2 separate regions of the Sus scrofa genome follow, and region 2 is linked to region 1. A link is a contact called in public Hi-C data. All regions are on one chromosome and are shown on one strand. Each heading gives the region's core, a stretch centred on a gene start, on an enhancer-like site or on the middle of the called end of the contact. The rest is flanking DNA. Distances are from core to core; before and after follow the strand shown. Region 1 holds the start of BTRC (F-box/WD repeat-containing protein 1A). Region 2 holds the start of MGEA5 (protein O-GlcNAcase).

Evidence for each region. Hi-C and Micro-C count contacts between places; a contact is called where the count stands out from the background.
Region 2: a contact with region 1 is called in a Hi-C map of liver, with 4 times the contacts expected there. The contact joins the promoter of MGEA5 here to the promoter of BTRC in region 1. A contact is called at or near these places in 1 of 5 promoter capture datasets (liver) and 1 of 47 Hi-C or Micro-C datasets (liver).

Annotation. Positions count from the first base shown.
Region 1 is chr14:112,396,718-112,400,577 of Sscrofa11.1, reverse strand. BTRC (F-box/WD repeat-containing protein 1A) reads right to left here and starts at 1,814. Exons shown (of 16, transcript XM_021072708.1): 1 at 1,547-1,814. The coding sequence starts at 1,594.
Region 2 is chr14:112,849,759-112,853,807 of Sscrofa11.1, reverse strand. MGEA5 (protein O-GlcNAcase) reads left to right here and starts at 2,593. Exons shown (of 16, transcript XM_003483548.4): 1 at 2,593-3,230. The coding sequence starts at 3,032.

The DNA.
Region 1 (3,860 bases), core at 565-3,064:
AATAAAGTTATAGTAAGCTTGACCAGGCTGTGAAAAAGTATTCTTGTAAATGGGGCAGTTTAAAGCTTAAATTCAATTAAGTTAGTGTCCATGTTTGTTCAGATTTGTTTTGCTATCTCAAATAAAGACACAAAATAACCACCATCTAATTTAAGAAATAAAATTGGTAGTGACAGGTTACAATTACTTCTGAAAAAGCAAGATGCAAATAATATTAATGTCCCTATGGACAACTGTTAAGATAGAAGTCTATGCATCCCTTCAATTTTTAGCTATAACCACAAAGTCTGGTTTTACACCTAGGATATACAAATGAAGCATCAGAGTAAAAGCATCAAATTATCAGACTATACAAATTTGCCAAACGTACATATCAAAAGAAGAAAAGCAAGATATAAAGTTAAAGAACTAGATTCCAAAGGATTTAAACACACCCACAAAATTCAATCCAAGTTCACAGTATGCTTCATAGGCACAGTCACAAAATCCAAGTTCATAGCATACTTCAATCTAAAACTCAGAAGTAACTACCATTCCTGACATCTCCCATTTCCCACTACCTGCATTCCCTTTTTTATCTCCTGAATTTCTCCACTGATCTCATCACTTCTTATGGGTTTGGATTCTAATCTCCATGGCTTTTCCTTTCCCAGAAAGTGATACAGCACACGGTCCTTTTACTGTTTCTAAATTTAGCACAATTTACAATGTAGGGTAAATTTTATTTTACCCTATTAGATCTCCTGTACGCAGGTTTCCCTAACCAATGAATCTCTTCTCGCCCCTCCTTTCAAACCAGACGACAGAGCCCCTTTCCTGACATTTGTAATTCTGGCTCATAGTCAACACCCCCTTTCCTTTACCCAGAGACTAGATCCCCATACCCAGTTCTTTTCTTCTTAAGTAAGGCCTAGTCCTTTCCAGAGTTTGTCAACATTGGTTTGGCCAAGCAGGGATTGCACCCTGAAGGGAAAGGCTATCTCTCCCACCTCATTCTACAAAACTACAAGTTTCCCACCAGCCCTGGTTCTCTCTACCCTTAGATCCATCAGCATCCAGCCCTGCCCGTTCCCACCCACCTCCCACTCCCAGTATCTTTCCTCCCACGGTCCCGCACTGCCCCTTCTCCACTCCCAAATGCACCTCTTCTGGGCCTTACCCGTATCCCTGACACCGGGAAGGCCCAGCCAGCGGCCGCACGGCGTCTCTCCTTCTGCTCCTCCGCCCTCCAGTAACTGTCCCCACGCCCCTTTCCCTCCAGGGCCCCGCGCGCCGCCCAGAGCCCCCTCCCCGATTAAGCTCCCGCTGTCACTTGGCCTCTCATCCACAAGATGGCGGAGCTGCTGCCCCCACCCCCGGGTCCTCTCTGCAATCCCCTCCTGCCTCTCAGGAGCGCCCGTCCCGTCCCTTCAGTCGCCCCCGCCGCCGGCCTCTGCCCAGGTCCCGCTGCCCCCTCCTCCAGCAGGCAGGAGGCCCAGGCCCCAGCCTCAGAGACGCTGCCAAAACCCCCGCTTCTGCCGTTCCCTGCTCTGCACCTTCTCCTCACCATAAACTTGAGCGCTTTTTCCTGCAGCACCGCTTCGGCCGGGTCCATAATCGCCAGGGGCCACTGGGTCTGCACTCCTCCGGGGCCGCCCCCTTGATGCCAGGCCGCAGCCAACGCAGCGCCGGGATCCCGCCTCCTCTTCCTTCCCCCCGCCCTCTTAGCTCTCAGGCTCAGGCGGAGGGGGGCAAGGAGGACTGACTGTTCCGTGCGCGTGCGTGCCCCTGGCTCACGGGATTTGTAGTTCTGAAGTTTGCCCCGGCAAGAACTGAGGTCACACCGCGAACTCCAACTCCCGAGATACACTGCGGTGAGGTCGCGGTGGCCGACCTCCAGACAACTCGCGGTCAAGTAGAGAGAGAGTCAGCGGATGGGAATCGTAGTTCATAGCTTCCACCGTTGGGAAACAGGGGTAGGGGGAAATGTGGGTGTCTCCGTGGTTACAGAGCGACGCCAGTGTCTTGCCTGGCAGTTGACATCAAGATGGCGATCAGCACCTCGCCTGTAGCCCAAATACTGGGGAAAAAACCTCAGAGGACAGTGGTCCTAGGACCTCCCTAACTGTGGTTGTAGAGAACTGGACAACCACACATTTCATATACCCGGCGTTTGCGGGATGGATATCCACCCAGAGGCAGTTGGGCCTGTGGGCACCTAGTAGCACCTCATATACCAATGAAGAATTTCGAGGTCCTCCTGAGGCTTTGCCTGCGCTTCTATCGCCTTATTCTAACCCACAGCAAGTCAGGGCCAAATAGAACTCTGCTCAGGAAATTCTCCGTGTTTAATGCTCAGAAAGTATGCTCAGCTACTACTAACCCTGAGATGTAAGCCCCGCATTAAGGGTTTAACAGATACTTATAAAACCACCCCCACTCCCGCTTGTGGCTGCACTCCCAGCATGTGGAAGTTCCCAGCCCAGGGATCAAATCCCAGCTGCAGCTGCAACCTAAGCCACAACTGCATCAAGGACAGATCCTTAACCCTCTGAGCCACGGTTGGAACTCTGAAAAAAGCCTTTAATGGTGGATTATAATGGCTATCCAGAAAATAAAGCATGTAAGTATTTATTTTGGCCTTAAAAGAGACATTTATTTTGGAAATTGGGTTTACCCTCCGTTGAAAAAACCCTAGAGGAGTTCCCATGGGGCTTAGCAGGTTAAGAACCTGACATAGTGTCCCTGAGGATACAGGTTTGATCCCTGGCCTCACTCAGTGGGTTAAGGATCCAGCATTGGCACAAGCCGTGGTGTAGTTTGGAGATGCAGCTGGAATCTGGTGTTGCTATAGCTGTAGCATAAGCCTGCCACTGCAGCTCCAATTTGACCGCTAGCCTAGGAACTTCCATGTGCCACAGGTGTGGCAGTAAAATGAAAATAACAACACTAGAATTGGGCTAAAAGTGACAGACGCGTACAAAAATCTGAGTTCGTAAAGTAAGTGAATTAGAGAAATTCCTTTTCAGTTTTAGGGAAATTTTCTATTGTAAACTATTTTATTCATTCAACAAACAGTAAGCACATAACCATGTGCAGACATTACGCCAAGAAATGGACTTTCATTAGTGAACACATTAGAGCCAGTCTTGTGGAACTTCTATTTCTAGTATGTTGCTACTTTGTCCTAGTCATCCCTATATCCAAAGAACTTGGCACAAAACCTAATACATAACAGGCTTTCCATTAATAAAAAGTTTTACACTGGCGTTCCTGTCGTGGCGTAGCAAAAACAAATCCCACTAGGAACCATGAGGTTTCAGGTTCAATCCCTGGCCTCTCTCAGTGGGTTAAGGATTTGGCATTGCCATGAGCTGTGGTGTAGGTCGCAGACGCGGCTCGGATCTGGTGTTGCTATGGCTATTGGTGTAGGCCAGCAACTGTAGCTCTGATTTGACCCCTAGCCTGGGAATCTCCCTATGCCATAGGTGCGACTCTAAAAAGAAAAAAAAAAAAAAAAAAAAAAAAAAGTGTTCTGGGAGTTCCCATTGCAGCACAGCAGAAACAAACCTGACTAGTATCCATGAGGATGCAGGTTCGATCCCTGGCTTCACTCAGTGGGTTAAGGATCTGGCATTGTCATGAGCTGTGGTATAGATTACAGACACGTTTTGGATCCTGCTTTGCTGTGGCTGTGGTGTAGACTGGCAGCTGTAGCTCCAATTGGACCCCTAGCCTGGGAACATCCATACGCCGCAGGTATGGCCCTGAAAACAGAAAGAAAAAAAAAAGTTCTACACTACTGCAAAATTGAGACTCAAAAAAAAGAAAAAAGGAAAAGGAAAAAAAAGGGAGTTCCCATTGTGGCTCAGCAGTTAACG
Region 2 (4,049 bases), core at 1,344-3,843, 450 kb before region 1:
CTCCTGGTTTTCCTCTTACTTTTCTGGCCATCCCTTCTCAGCCCTTCCTTGATGACTCATCCTTCTCAACTGGAATACTAAACACCGTGCCCCACAGCTCAGGCCGGGGCCTCTTCTCCAAATCACATCCAACCCCATGGCTTTAGACACCAACTATATGCAGGGGAATCCTAAGCTTATATTCCCAGAATTCTCCTCTGAGCTCCAAGACACATATATCCAGTTGCCTGTTTGACATATTCATGTGGATCTATAATGGTCATGCTTAACATGATCAAAATGCAGCTCTGATTCATGACTTCCTGCTTTTCCCCATCTCAGTTAATTACACCATCTACCTAGTTGCTCAGGTCAGAATTTAGGGGTCTTCCTTTTTTCCTCTCCCTCTCCCTCTATTCACCTTTAATCAATCATCAACTCTCCCACCAAAGGTGCACCACCTCTCACCACTGCTGTTCCCTTGTCCAAGCCACTATCACTGCTTACCTAGTTACTACTTATACTTATTCTTCTATCTGAAGTAGACCCTCCTTGGGAGTTCCCGTCGTGGTGCAGTGGTTAACGAATCCGACTAGAAACCATGAAGTTTCGGGTTCGATCCTTGACCTTGTTCAGTGGGTTAAGGATCCGGCGTTGCTGTGAGCTGTGGTGTAGGTCGAAGATGTGGCTTGGATCCCAGGTTGCTGTGGCTCTGGCATAGACAGGCAGCTGCAGCTCCGATTCGACCCCTAGCCTGGGAATCTCCATATGCTGCAGGAAGCGGCCCTAGAAAAGGCAAAAAGACCAAAAAAAAAAAAAAAAAAATTGATTGTGTGATTACTTTTTACCATATTGGTAGATTTCCTCCCTTCACAGCATTAACGCAAACTGAGTTCCTGTGTATGTACTGAATTTGTTATTGTCTGTTTCTCCAACCAGAATGTAAGAGAGAGCAGAACCCTATCTCATTCATTCCACAAATATTTATCATAGGCCTACTAAGCTCTGGTTCCTCTTTGTGAGAGCAGGACCCTATCTCATCCATTGCACAAGTATTTATCATAGGCCTACTAAGCTCTGGTTCCTGTTGTAGGTGCTGGGGGGTAGACGTGTGGTACAGAGAGAGAGTGTGTGGCCAGAACTGCCCTTGAAAGTTTGAGAAGGTATGCTCAGGTCATAGACCCCAGAGTGTGGACTATGGAGAGTAGATAAAGTTGTGGATGATGACTTGCTAGCAGTTGCCATAGTGTGAGATGTGAAGCAAAGAGGAAGGTGTCATGAGACTGAGGGAGGTGGGGTGAGCTAGAATGATAATTTCCAGATCCCCCAAAGGACCATTATATCCAGTGAAGTTACTATGGCCCCAAGGTGTCATCACAGGAGATCCCCTGAGAAAATGTTTGCTCCTAACCTCCATCTCAACACTTTAGGAAGAAAAAGAAGAGAGACTGTAAGACTCTGTGGAGCTACAAGTTGGGCTACCCCTGGAGGAGTCTAGCGTGAGACTGAAGTATAAGATGAACAATAATACCAAGTCTTAATAATCAGATCGAGAGCTTATTTCACATTTATACCTCGCATGTTGCTGCAGCTCTCTCAAATCAAGTGCATTATGACGGAACCAAAGGGAGCTGAGAAATATAGCAAGGGGACCCAAGCCCACTGAGGGTTGAGGGAAGGCTTTCCCAAGGAAACGATGTTTATACTGAGGCCCAAGGGCCCTCACTTCTCCCTTACACACACTCCACACTCCCCATTTCCCAAAGGGCCAGGCCTTTTTCCCCCTCCCTACACTTGTACTCTCTTCCACATGCCTAGAGTGCCCTTTTCTCTTCTCTTCACCCCAACTCGGTCTGGCTAACTCCTATTTATCCTTTTTGACCCAGCTCAAAAGTGAAGCCATGGCCACTGCCTCTCCCCAAAAGGAAGATGAAATTGGTCTCTTCTCGGAGTTTCCACATCACTTGGGTACAACGTGTGGAGACAGTGTGTGTACTCGTTTGCCTGTACCACCAAATTGTGAGCTCACAGGAGCCCAAGAGGCCAGCATGAGGCAAGCTCAATTGGTGTCTGCCGAATGAAGGAATGAACGAATGATCTAATTTTTAAAAGGGGTCAGTGCCAACCTGAAGGGGGAAATGTTTCAAGGCAGAGGGGTGAGCTGAGCTTCTTGGAGTGCTGTCTTCACAAAACCGAGTCTGGGTCGGGTTGATGTAATGAGCCAACTCATTAGAAGAATATCTGTAGAAAATAGGTCAGTTTCTTTCTATCTCTTTAAGAACCAGAGGCTTCGTTTCCGCGCCTGCGCATTGAGAGAGTAAACACTTTTTTTTTTTTTTTCCACCTTCTTCCCCCACCCCCGCCCCGCCCTGGTCTTATTGCCCCGACCGGGTGCAGCCTCCTCCCATACTCCCCTTCTTCGGGTGGGGTAATGGTCCGTTCCAGGGCGCCTGGCTCGTTCTGGAGGGTGGCTAGCCTAAATGGTACATTCCACTACCTTCATTACCTTCTGCTTTTGGTGTCTTTTCTGTTCCACTTCCCCCTACCGAATGGAGCTCAATAGGCTGGCCCAAAAGAAGGAGGGGGATCCGGGCTGAAGGGACCGGTCTGAGCCGGTCTCCAGCGCAGGCGCAGTGCGGATAAACAGGAAGCGGGTGGTATAGGCGGCGGCAGAGGAGACACAGGGGCTTCGGGAGGAGGTAGCGAAAGAACTAGGATTATCCGAAGGGCGTCGGAAGCTAACTGAGAACGAGAAAAGGGGCCTTGGTCCAGGGAACGAGAGGTCGCGGCTTCGTTCTCCGCTTAGGTTTCCGACTCGCCAGTTTAGGCTGAGGCAGCGGCTGACAAAGGGCTCGCGCTGGTGCCGCCGCCCTTCTCATCCGGGCATTCGGGTCTCTGCGGAGAGGGAGGGGGAAGGGCAGAGGGGGGGAGGGGAAGGAACCGGAGGGGCGCGCGCTTGGAGCCGAGGCCCTCTGTAGGGCTCCGGGCCGGCGGCCCAACGGACGGAGGCCGAGGAGGACCTGCAGAGGTGGCGGCGGCCAGGGGCAGGAGGATGGTGCAGAAGGAGAGCCAGGCGGCGCTGGAGGAACGGGAGAGCGAGCTCAACTCCAATCCTGCCGCCTCCGCGGGGTCATCGTTGGAGCCGCCTGCAGCTCCAGCCCCCGGAGAAGACAATCCAACCGGGGCCGGGGGAGCCGTGGTGGCCGGGGCGGCAGGCGGGGCTCGGAGGTTCCTATGTGGCGTGGTGGAAGGTGAGCGGTCTGGCGCGGGCTGGGCAAGAGCGCCCTTCCTCCCTCTTCGCTCTAGTTCTAACACGTTCTTTTCTCGTGAGGCAGGTGGCGGCAGTGTTTTAGAGGGGGCTCTAAAAGGAGATTATTCTTTGGATCTGAAATGTGACCTTGCTGAAACGAGGGGAGAGGGGAGACGGAGAGCTGGTCTCGGGTTCTCAGGCGGCGTCGAGTTGCCCTCTGGCTATTAACAATTCTGACCCCACCCGCTTTGGGCTTGGAGCCAGGCATGCTCCAACGGAGGCGGCGTAAGGAGCCTAGTCTTAGGCTCTGAGTTATATATACATCTTTGTATCTTGGGATCTTATTCCCTACGATGGTTTGGGTTCACACGGAAAGACGTGTATAGTGTTGCTGTCCCCACCCTTTGGGAAAAAGACTACCCGTACAGGTGTGATAGTTGTCGTGGAGGGAAGAGAAGCACCGTTGGGTTATATAGTTTTACACATTGCTTTTTGGTTAGAGCTTTGCTGGCCAGTCTCTACCCCTCACGCTTTGGAGATTTATTTGCAGCCTAGAAAGCTGCCATTTGCCAGCTGCTGTGCCTTGCCTCTGAAGGATGAAGCTTTGATTTTAATAATATCTGAGATAACAGAATTTTGGTTTAGTGACTGCAGAGGAGATTTAAAATTGCCCTTCTCACCTTATTCCTTTCCATTTCCCTTTAAAAAGAATGATGGACTTTTCTTCGGGGGGGCTGGAGAGAATGAGCAGAAGATTGCATCACAATTTGTGAATGTAATGGACAAATGTTCTGCTCTGCATTCTATGGAAGCATCAATA